2 separate regions of the Mus musculus genome follow, and region 2 is linked to region 1. A link is a contact called in public targeted proximity ligation data. All regions are on one chromosome and are shown on one strand. The core of a region is the stretch at or near the end of the contact, and the rest is flanking DNA. Distances in the headings are between cores, read along the strand shown.

Region 1 (4,473 bases), core at 610-3,109:
TGTTTGTGTGTGTGAAGAATACATATGTGTATGTGTACAGAGCATGTGGCATCTGTTAGTAAGGGTGCAGGCATGGCACAGCATGCAGGTAGAGGTACAAGGGGAACGTGTAGGAGTCAGTTCCCTTTACCTTAGGTTCTAGAAATCAGACTTAGATCATCAGCACTTTCTTTTGTTGAGCCATTTCAGCCCCTCAAACTCACTTTTGTCTTCTCTTGAGACAGGCCTCTCTATGTAGCCCTGACTGGCCTGGAACTCTGTGTAGACAAGGCTGGACACAAACTCATAGAGATCTGCCTACCTCTGCCTCCTGAGTACTGGGAGTAAAGTCATCTTCCTCCACCCCTGGCTTTTCAGATCACTTTTTCTGAGGACCCTAGCAGTCATGTTCTGTATCTGATGCAACCCTCAGAAGAGCCCAGAGACAACAGGCGTGGTGGCGCACACCTTTAATCCCAGCACTTGGGAGGCAGTGGCAGGCGAATTTCTGAGTTCAAGGCCAGCCTGGTCTACAGAGTGAGTTCCAGGACAGCCAGGGCTATACAGAGAAACCCTGTCTCGAAAAACCAAAAAAAAAAAAAGAAGATCCCGGAGAAGGCAGTGTTGTGTCCATCTTACAGATCAGGAGAGTAAAGTCTGGGGGATTTAGTAACTGGCTGACATTAAACACTTCATTTATTTTTGTAATCAGGGTCTCATCTATTCCAGGTTGTGCTAGACCTCACTGTGTGACTAAGTCTGGGAATTACAGGTTCTGTTCAGAAAATGACACAAGCAATAAAGTGGTTCTTCTTTTTTTTTTAGCTGCTTTTTTTTTTTTTTTCCTTTCCCCAAGACAGGGTTTCTCTGTGTAGCCCTGGCTGTCCTGGAAGTCACTCTGTAGACCAGGCTGGTCTTGAACTCAGAAATCCGCCTGCCACTGCCTCCCAAGTGCTGGGATTAAAGGCGTGTGCCACCACTGCCTGGCGAATAAGTGGTTCTTACACATATGATGCATAAAAACTACCAGGGGGCTTGTGAAAAATATGGTGTTGTACCCCAACTCCCAAGGCTCTGATTTCCTCATAGCTTTAAAGAATTGAAGTAGAATGTACTTAACAAAAATTTCCAGTTTTAGTACCGATTTTCGAGACATGGTCTCTTGTAGTCCCCGGCTGGTCTCAGCTTGCTAGGTAGCCAGTATGACCTTGAACGTCAGAATCTCCTGTTCACTTCTACTTCCTATGGACTATTGAGGTTATAAGCATGTGCCATCATGGCTGTTTGGCACTGGGGAATCAAAGCCAGGGCCTCATGCATGCTAAGTAAGCACTCTATCAGGTAAGTTACACACACACATACACACACACACACACACACACACACACACACACACACACACACACCACATGTTTTAACCATTAAGTGTGCAGTGCTCTAGTTTAAATAAGCTCACATTCTGTACTGCTATCCATCTTTAGAACCTTTCCCCCTTTTCCTGCTAAAACTCAGACCCCTTGAACATCCCTGTTGAACACCACCTTCCCAGCCCCCCTGCCTGAGCCCCTGCAACCACCATTCTGTCCCTACATAGCTAACTATTTGAGTAACCTCAGAAGGTAAATTCAGAGTTTGCCTTTGTGTCTGGTTTATTTCACTGTCCGAGTATTTTAAACAAGGGCTTCTGGTCATCCTCATGCCAGGGTCTGGATCATTCTTTGAGAAATTATGGTAGCGGGTGGGAAGAGCGGGAGAGGAAGTGTGGTCCTGGCATAGGCATCAAGGGAGGGCTGAATTCATGCGGTTCTTGAGGGCTGGTATGAGTCAGAGCAGGCAGGAGGCAGGCCAACAGCCACAGAGAGGCCCTTGACAGGGTGGGGGAGGAGAGGCGGCTGGTGGCTGGTAGTTATTACTTAGAAGCAGCGAGGTTGATCTGTTATTATTTAGAGGGTGGTGGAGTTCAAAGTGGAGAGATATGAATGGTAGCTCACAAGATGGGGTAATGGAGATCCTAGAGGAGGATGGGGTTTGTGGTACCCAGGGAGGGCAACCAAAGTGGAGGTGCCTGGAGAACAGGGGCCTTACGGGGCAGTAGGAGGACAGTGTGGGAAGCTGGCCTAGGTGAGTCGGGTCAGAATGTGAAGTGAAAGCCTGCAGGGGAAGTATTTGAATAGGGCTGTATCCTCACTCTCCTCGCTGCTGTGGCAAATTCCTTGCAAAGGATACAAGGAAGGAAGAGCTTATTTTGGTTCACAGTTCTAGGCACAGTGATAGAGAAGTCATGGTGGCAGGCTATTGAGGCAGCTAGCCACATCGCATCCACACACAGATGGCATGGACTCACATCTATAATCCCAGCATCTGAGAGGTTGAAACGGGCCTTGCATGAGAGCCAGGCTAGCCTGGAGTTATAGGCTCTAATAAACAGACAGACATAGACAAGGAGGCATGGATCTGTAATACCAGAATTTGGGGGTTAGAGGCAGAAGGATCAAGAATTTGAAGTCAAATCTTTAACTATCAGAGAAATTTAAGTTAAAATCCCTTTTAGATCTCATCACGTACCAGTCAGAGTGGCTGTCATGAAGCAAACAAATGACAAGTGGGGGTGTGAAGAAAGGGAAAACTCTGTTTACTGCAATTGGGGGATGCAAAGTTGTGCAGCTATTGTGGAGATAGCACAATATTCTAAATCAACGAACAACCTAAAAATAAAACCACCAAATGACCCAGCTGCACTACTCCCTGGCATTTATTCAAAAGACTCTTAGTCAATATATCCCAATATCTACAGGCACATCGCTGTTCACTGCTGAGCTATCCACAATAGCCAGAAGATGGAAGGAGACTAGCTGCTAATTAACATATTAGTGGATAAAAGAAATGCAGTTTTATGTAGCCATAATGAAAAAAATGAAATTGTGACACTTGTAGGAAAAAACTGGAACTTGATAGCACGATGTTAAGCTAAATAAACCATGCATAGAACTAAAAAAAAAAAAAAAGAAAAGAAAAGAAAAAAAAGAATAAAAAGAATTTGAAGTCATCTTTGGGTACATGGTGAACTTCAGATTAGCCTAGTCTATATGAGACCTTGTCTCAAAATAAGAATAAGAATGAAAAGACAAAAACAAAACCAAAAAATGTGGGAGAGGTTCAGTGTGGGTGAGTGAGCTCCTGGCACTTGATTTTTGTTTTTATTTTTTGAGACAGGGCCCCACTATGTGAGCCCTGTCTATCTTCAAAAATGTGATCTTTGTACTTTGACCTCCTGAATGGTGGAATTATGGGTGTATGTGTGGATGCATGCCTGTGTACGTGTAACAGTATGTATGCATACATGCACACATGCACTTGTGTTTATATAGGTACACACATATGCTTGTGTATGTATACACATACAAAACACTCATATATACACAGAGGTTTACAAATGCATGTTTGTATGCATACACATGTATGTGGACTCACATCCATGTAAATGTGTGTATGAGAAGTGGGCTGTGGGAGGCTAGGATCCTACTGCAGCTGTCAGGGGTCAGAGCCAGCATCATGGAAATCATGGTTAAAATGATCTCAGCCTCAGTCTTAGACTAAAGTGGTTCAGGCAAATGGAAGTTACATAGTTAATAGTAAAAATGATATTGATTCTGTCGGTTAAAAATGACAATTTTCTCTTTGCTAAGAAGTTAGATGGAAGGTGCTTTCTTAATTTTATGAGGCCTTGTGGATATGGAGATAGATCTAGATTTTACTAATGTTTCCCTTCTCCAGAGGAGGAGCTTAGAGGAGCCTCAGATGGGGCTATTATAGGGTTTTCCAGATTCAGTGTCTGTCTGCTACTGCAGACATGATGTCTTTCTCTGCTGTCTCCTCATTCCCCAACATGCGGTTCACAGGAGGGTTTCCCCCTTTCACAAGGGGACTTCTACTGCCATCTAGTACGTGGTGGCAGGATTGCTGCTAAGTACCCTACAGTGCAAGACTCTTGCAAGACATCAGAAAGAATTGTTCCATCTACAGTGATGCAATTGCTGTTGCTTGGGCTGGCAAGATGGTTTCAGTGGGTAATGGTGCTAAGTCTGATGATCAGAGTTTAACACTTGGAATTCACATGGTTGAAAGACAGAACTGACTCCCACATGTGAAAACACACACAGACACACATACAGACACACACACACACAAGACACACACACACAGGCACACACATACACACACACACACACACCCTCAACTGTAGCACTTTCTGTAGCATGATTACACGAATTTAATTAATCTTGATATAATTAACACAACTAATATAATTGTCTCCCATGCTTCTTAGAGACAGGAACCATGTCTTTGAGACTCATCTATAAGTCCTTGTCTCTGAGACCTCTCAAGTGTTAAAGGAGCCCGATGGGAGATAAGTCTGCAGGAAGTGTTTTCGGAACTAAACTGAAGTTCAAAGAAGCAAAATGGTAAACTTGAGTCACTGAACACCTTCTGAGG
Region 2 (4,473 bases), core at 1,108-3,607, 910 kb after region 1:
ACTCCAGCACTTAGGGGATGGAAGCAGGCAGACTGCCCTAAGTCTGAGGACAGCCTGGCTACATAGTGAGTAGCAACCGAACCAGAGGTACATAGCAAAATGCCGTCTCCGAACCGCAAGTAATGACAAGATAAACTAGTTCTTTGTATGTATATGTGGTGCCCAGGCATTACATAGGCATGTTCACATGTGTATGGGCACACGTGTGTATGGGTGCACATGGAGGCAAGATGTCAAATGTGTTTTAAATGTTTCTTTTAGTGTCTCCTTTTCTTACAAACAGTAACCAGTTCTCTTAACTCCCTGCCAGTCCTCCTCCAGTTTCTAGCCCAGCCCCTTCAAATGTTTCTCCCACAGTTCCCCCAAGTCTGCTTGAACAGTTCCTCGTCCCAGTTTTCCCAATACCAGCAGCTCCTCACTATAACAACTGTTCTAGCCTCTCTGCTCAGCTCGGCTTCTCCTGGATCAACTGTCACCAACTGTCTTCTCACTCTTTTAGCTCAGTTCTCTCTCAGCTGCCTCCTACCGATTTCTTCTCTGGCTCAGCTCAGCCTCTCCTGGCTCAGCAGTCTCCTGCTTTCACTCTGCTCAGTCTCCTTTCTGTGATGTCTTTTCTTCTTCAGCCCTATTCAATCTTTTCTTTTCCTGCACCAACCGTCTTCTCTGATGCTACTCTTCTGCCACCTGGACCTTACGCCTCCTCTCAGCCTCTGCTGGTTGTTTATATCCTCTCCTGTTCCCAGAAGTCCCCGAAGGTCAAAGGATCAAAGAGTTCTCTTAAAGAGCCAGTAGACTAGCAACTGGGGATCCTTTAGCCGATAAGGCACACAAGATAAGTCCTACCACAGAGGCTGAGGTTATGGACCCTTATGTCATGTAAGCATTACTCTCCACCTTACAAATTGAGGCAGGTTCTCTCTGAACCAGGAGCTTGGCAATTTGGCTACTTAGCCAGCTCACTTCAGAAATTTTCTGCCTCTGTCTTCCGGGTGCTGGGATTACAAACAATCTGTCCCACCCACTCTTTACATAGGTGCTAAGAATTTGAACTCAGTCCCCACACTTGTGTGGCCATCATTTGACACATTGAGTCATCTCCTTAGCACCCAAATAAATAAATAAATTTTAAAAGCCTTACTTACACCCTCTAAAAAGACCTAGAGTTTTTGAGTAACACAAATAACATATATGCATCCAGTGCTCCTTGGTGGTCTTTAAATGCCGCTTTAAATGGAATGGAATGGAATGGTCCTATCAACAACAAAGCCTTTTTCTCTTTATAAGTTAATTGCCTTGCATCCTTCATTATAGTAATGACAGTTGACTGTTGTGGATACTAGAAAACCACCTTACTTAGAAAATAAGGGGAGGGGAGTCGAGCCCTTACACTCTCTTCTCCTCTGTGTCTTCTGTGTCCCTGTGCATTGGAGGGATGACAATGCAAAAACTCAAGTATCCACTGTCACTTAGCAAAGGGTGAAGGTAGGGATGTTAGCAGGAGAATGGAGAGCAAGAGATCTGCCTGCCCCAGAGCTGGCAGCTGCCCATGGAAACCAGAGTCTGAAGAAAGGGCAAACCTTTGATGGATAGAAAGGAACAGTTGGGGGGACTGGGAAGATGACTTGGTGGGAAGGAGCACTTGCCGTGCTAGCATAAGACCCTGAGTATGAACTCCAACACTAGTGTAAAAGCTGAGAATGGCCCTGTATTCCTGTAACCCCAGCATTTGCAGGACAGAGATAGGCAGATCCTAGGAGCTCATTGCCTGGCCTGCCTAGGTGAAACTGTGAGCTTTAGGTTCAGAGAGAGACCCTGTCTCACATGCTCAGAGTTGTATCCTACCACCACCACCACCACCACCACCACATGCATACATCTCCACAGCTTTTGTTTGTTTGTTTCTTGAGACAGAGTTTCAACAGCCCTAACTGTCCTGGAACTAACTCTGTAGACCAGGCTGGCTTCAAACTCAGAGATCCATCTACCTCTGCCTCCCAAGTGCTGGGATTAAAGGCATGCACAAGCATGCTCAGCCAGAATTAAAAAAAAAAAAAAAATGAAACAATGTACGGTTTTAAGATAGAAAGACTTAAAGAAAGTGACAGAGGTATAGCCACACTGGACCTGTGGGACACAGCAGGGACTGATGTGGATAACTTAAGGGACTCATGAGACCTGAAAAAAGGATGCCCAGGAATGAGACCTCATGTGCCTGCTCTGCCACCTGTCAGACATCTGTGCCTGGACTCAGTGGTAGCTGCTGGGAGAGTTGCTGGGTAGCAACTGTCAGAAGAGTGAGGTCAGCTGTGGAGCTGGCAGCATGGGGAAGTGGGGCATCTGGGGCAAGGCAGGACAGGGCAGGGCAGGGCAGAGCAGGGCAGGGCATCTTAACAGACTCCCTAATGACCTGGCCCCAGCTGGTTATAGATGTCCTGCGTGTTTGGAATTTGCCCTAACCACTTCTGGATGGTGCTTTATCAGACTCCATTTGTGGTGGCTAATTGCTGTTTTCTGGCTCAGAGGTTACACCAGGGAGATCCACAGCCTGGATCCACAGCAACACTGGCACCAAGCAGGTGTGTCAGGCAAGGTGGTTATTAAACCATTTGCAAAGAATGTGTGTTAGATGGGGCTGGGAGATCCCGAAGGCAACTGGAGGCTTGCTTGTCATTGTTCCCAGATGGCACAGCACAGTTCACTAGCAGACATATACTGAATGACTACCTTGTTAAATCATTCCTTTTCAGTCCTTCTCCTTCATGCTATTAAGAGATCCAGTAAACATGAAGTGGGTGAGGCTGCTGGCTGCAGAGCCTGGTGGGTTGTTTTTTTTTTTTTTTTTTTTTTTTTTACTGTGAACTTGGTTTTCCATTTTTGTTTCTCAAGTACAAAGAACAGGCTAAAAGAATGGTATGAAAGCTGCTACAGGAAATAAGCTAAACTAGGAACAGAGAAATTTCTTACCAAGTATAACACACTGTGAATAATTGCATGGGTTGTACTTTCAGATAAATGTCAGTGCAGTACCTCTGTTTCAGGGGCATCACCACACATGTGTAATAAGTAAGTGATCACCAGGTAATAGGAAAGCAGGCCCACTGTCAGATGAACGATCCTTCAGAGACCTAAGTATAATGCAGTATGCAGCACCATGTGTGCTGCCAAGTGACCGATGAACCACACCATTTACCTGGATCCATCTTTCTTGCCTCCCCTTTTTTCTCTCTCCTTCCCTCTGCAGCCCCCCCGACCCAGCCTTGCCTTGCTCAGGAAACAAAAGATTGGGAAACTGTCCCCCTTGTTCAGGCTTTTAGAAGCATGAAAAACACCCTGGCAGGCTTTGCAGGAATATAACAAAAAACAACTGGCTCAGGTTGTTCGGTTCAGGGTGGAAGCCAAGAAAACTCATTTCAGATACGGAATCTTAAAATTTTCTGAGCACTCAGGGAGGTGGCCAGTTCAGGATCTGAACTGTGTCCCAAAAGGAGATTATACATTTTTAAAGGCTGGGTTCTGAGTCCTGCATGACCTTGGGAGAGATGGTGGTATAATATGGTTTCCCACCCCCCGGAGCAGAGCCAGTAGGAAGTGGGCCTCCACAAGTGCTGAAGGTTGCTGGGCTTAAGGCTTGTTTAAATAATAATGTATATATTTCACTTCATGTTCTTTCTTCTGGAAATACTTTCCCTCCCAAGGTTAATGACTCCGTGATAATTAGAAATAGTGCGAGTCTGGGACCTGAGGGTGTGTGTGTTCCTCAGCAAAAATGGTAACTGCTGTGACCTTCAAGACAGCTCTTAAGGCTGTGGGAAAGAACTCTAAAAGTATAAGTTAAAAAAATATATAATTTCTCAACTATGCAAAATATGAATTCTATGAGGGGCTTCACAAACCTAAAAGAATAAAGGCAGGTGCACTTATAAGCCAGCTTGTCAGAAAGATACAGAGGCAGGCAGATTCCTGAGGCCAAGGTCAGCCTGGGATAAAACAAGTTTAGGCCCAGGAGTTGCCATGTTTTTTTGTTTTTGTTTTTGTTTTTTTTTTGTTTTTTTGTTTTTTTGTTTTTTTTTTTTAAAGATTTATTTATTTATTTATTTAAAGTACACTGTAGCTGTCCTCAGACACTCCAGAAGAGGGAGTCAGATCTCGTTACGGATGGTTGTGAGCCACCATGTGGTTGCTGGGATTTGAACTCCTGACCTTCGGAAGAGCAGTCGGGTGCTCTTACCCACTGAGCCATCTCACCAGCCCGTTTTTGTTTTTTTTTAATGTACTTGTTGCCTTTTCTAAAGATCAATGGGCTAAGGTTATAAAATGCTGATTCATGGAATAAACCGAAGGGAACCTGGGTGGATGATTGAACTGATATGCAAATAAAAGACTGAGTTTTCATCAGCTAAGCTATCTAGAGAACAGAAGCAGAACACAGAGCTGTCAGCTTGCACCCCACAATTGTCTTCGAGACCTTCTTTT

What was found.
Region 2: a contact with region 1 is called in a targeted proximity ligation map of pancreatic cancer cells. A contact is called at or near these places in 1 of 484 Hi-C or Micro-C datasets (the C2C12 cell line) and 2 of 130 datasets of targeted methods (bone marrow-derived dendritic cells and pancreatic cancer cells).

Annotation. Positions count from the first base shown.
Region 1 is chr19:9,051,417-9,055,889 of GRCm38.p6, forward strand. It overlaps a transcript of Ahnak not described here. Among named protein-coding and RNA genes, the nearest start is that of Scgb1a1, 34 kb to the right of the region's middle.
Region 2 is chr19:9,963,939-9,968,411 of GRCm38.p6, forward strand. No RefSeq gene overlaps it. Among named protein-coding and RNA genes, the nearest start is that of Gm41806, 4.5 kb to the right of the region's middle.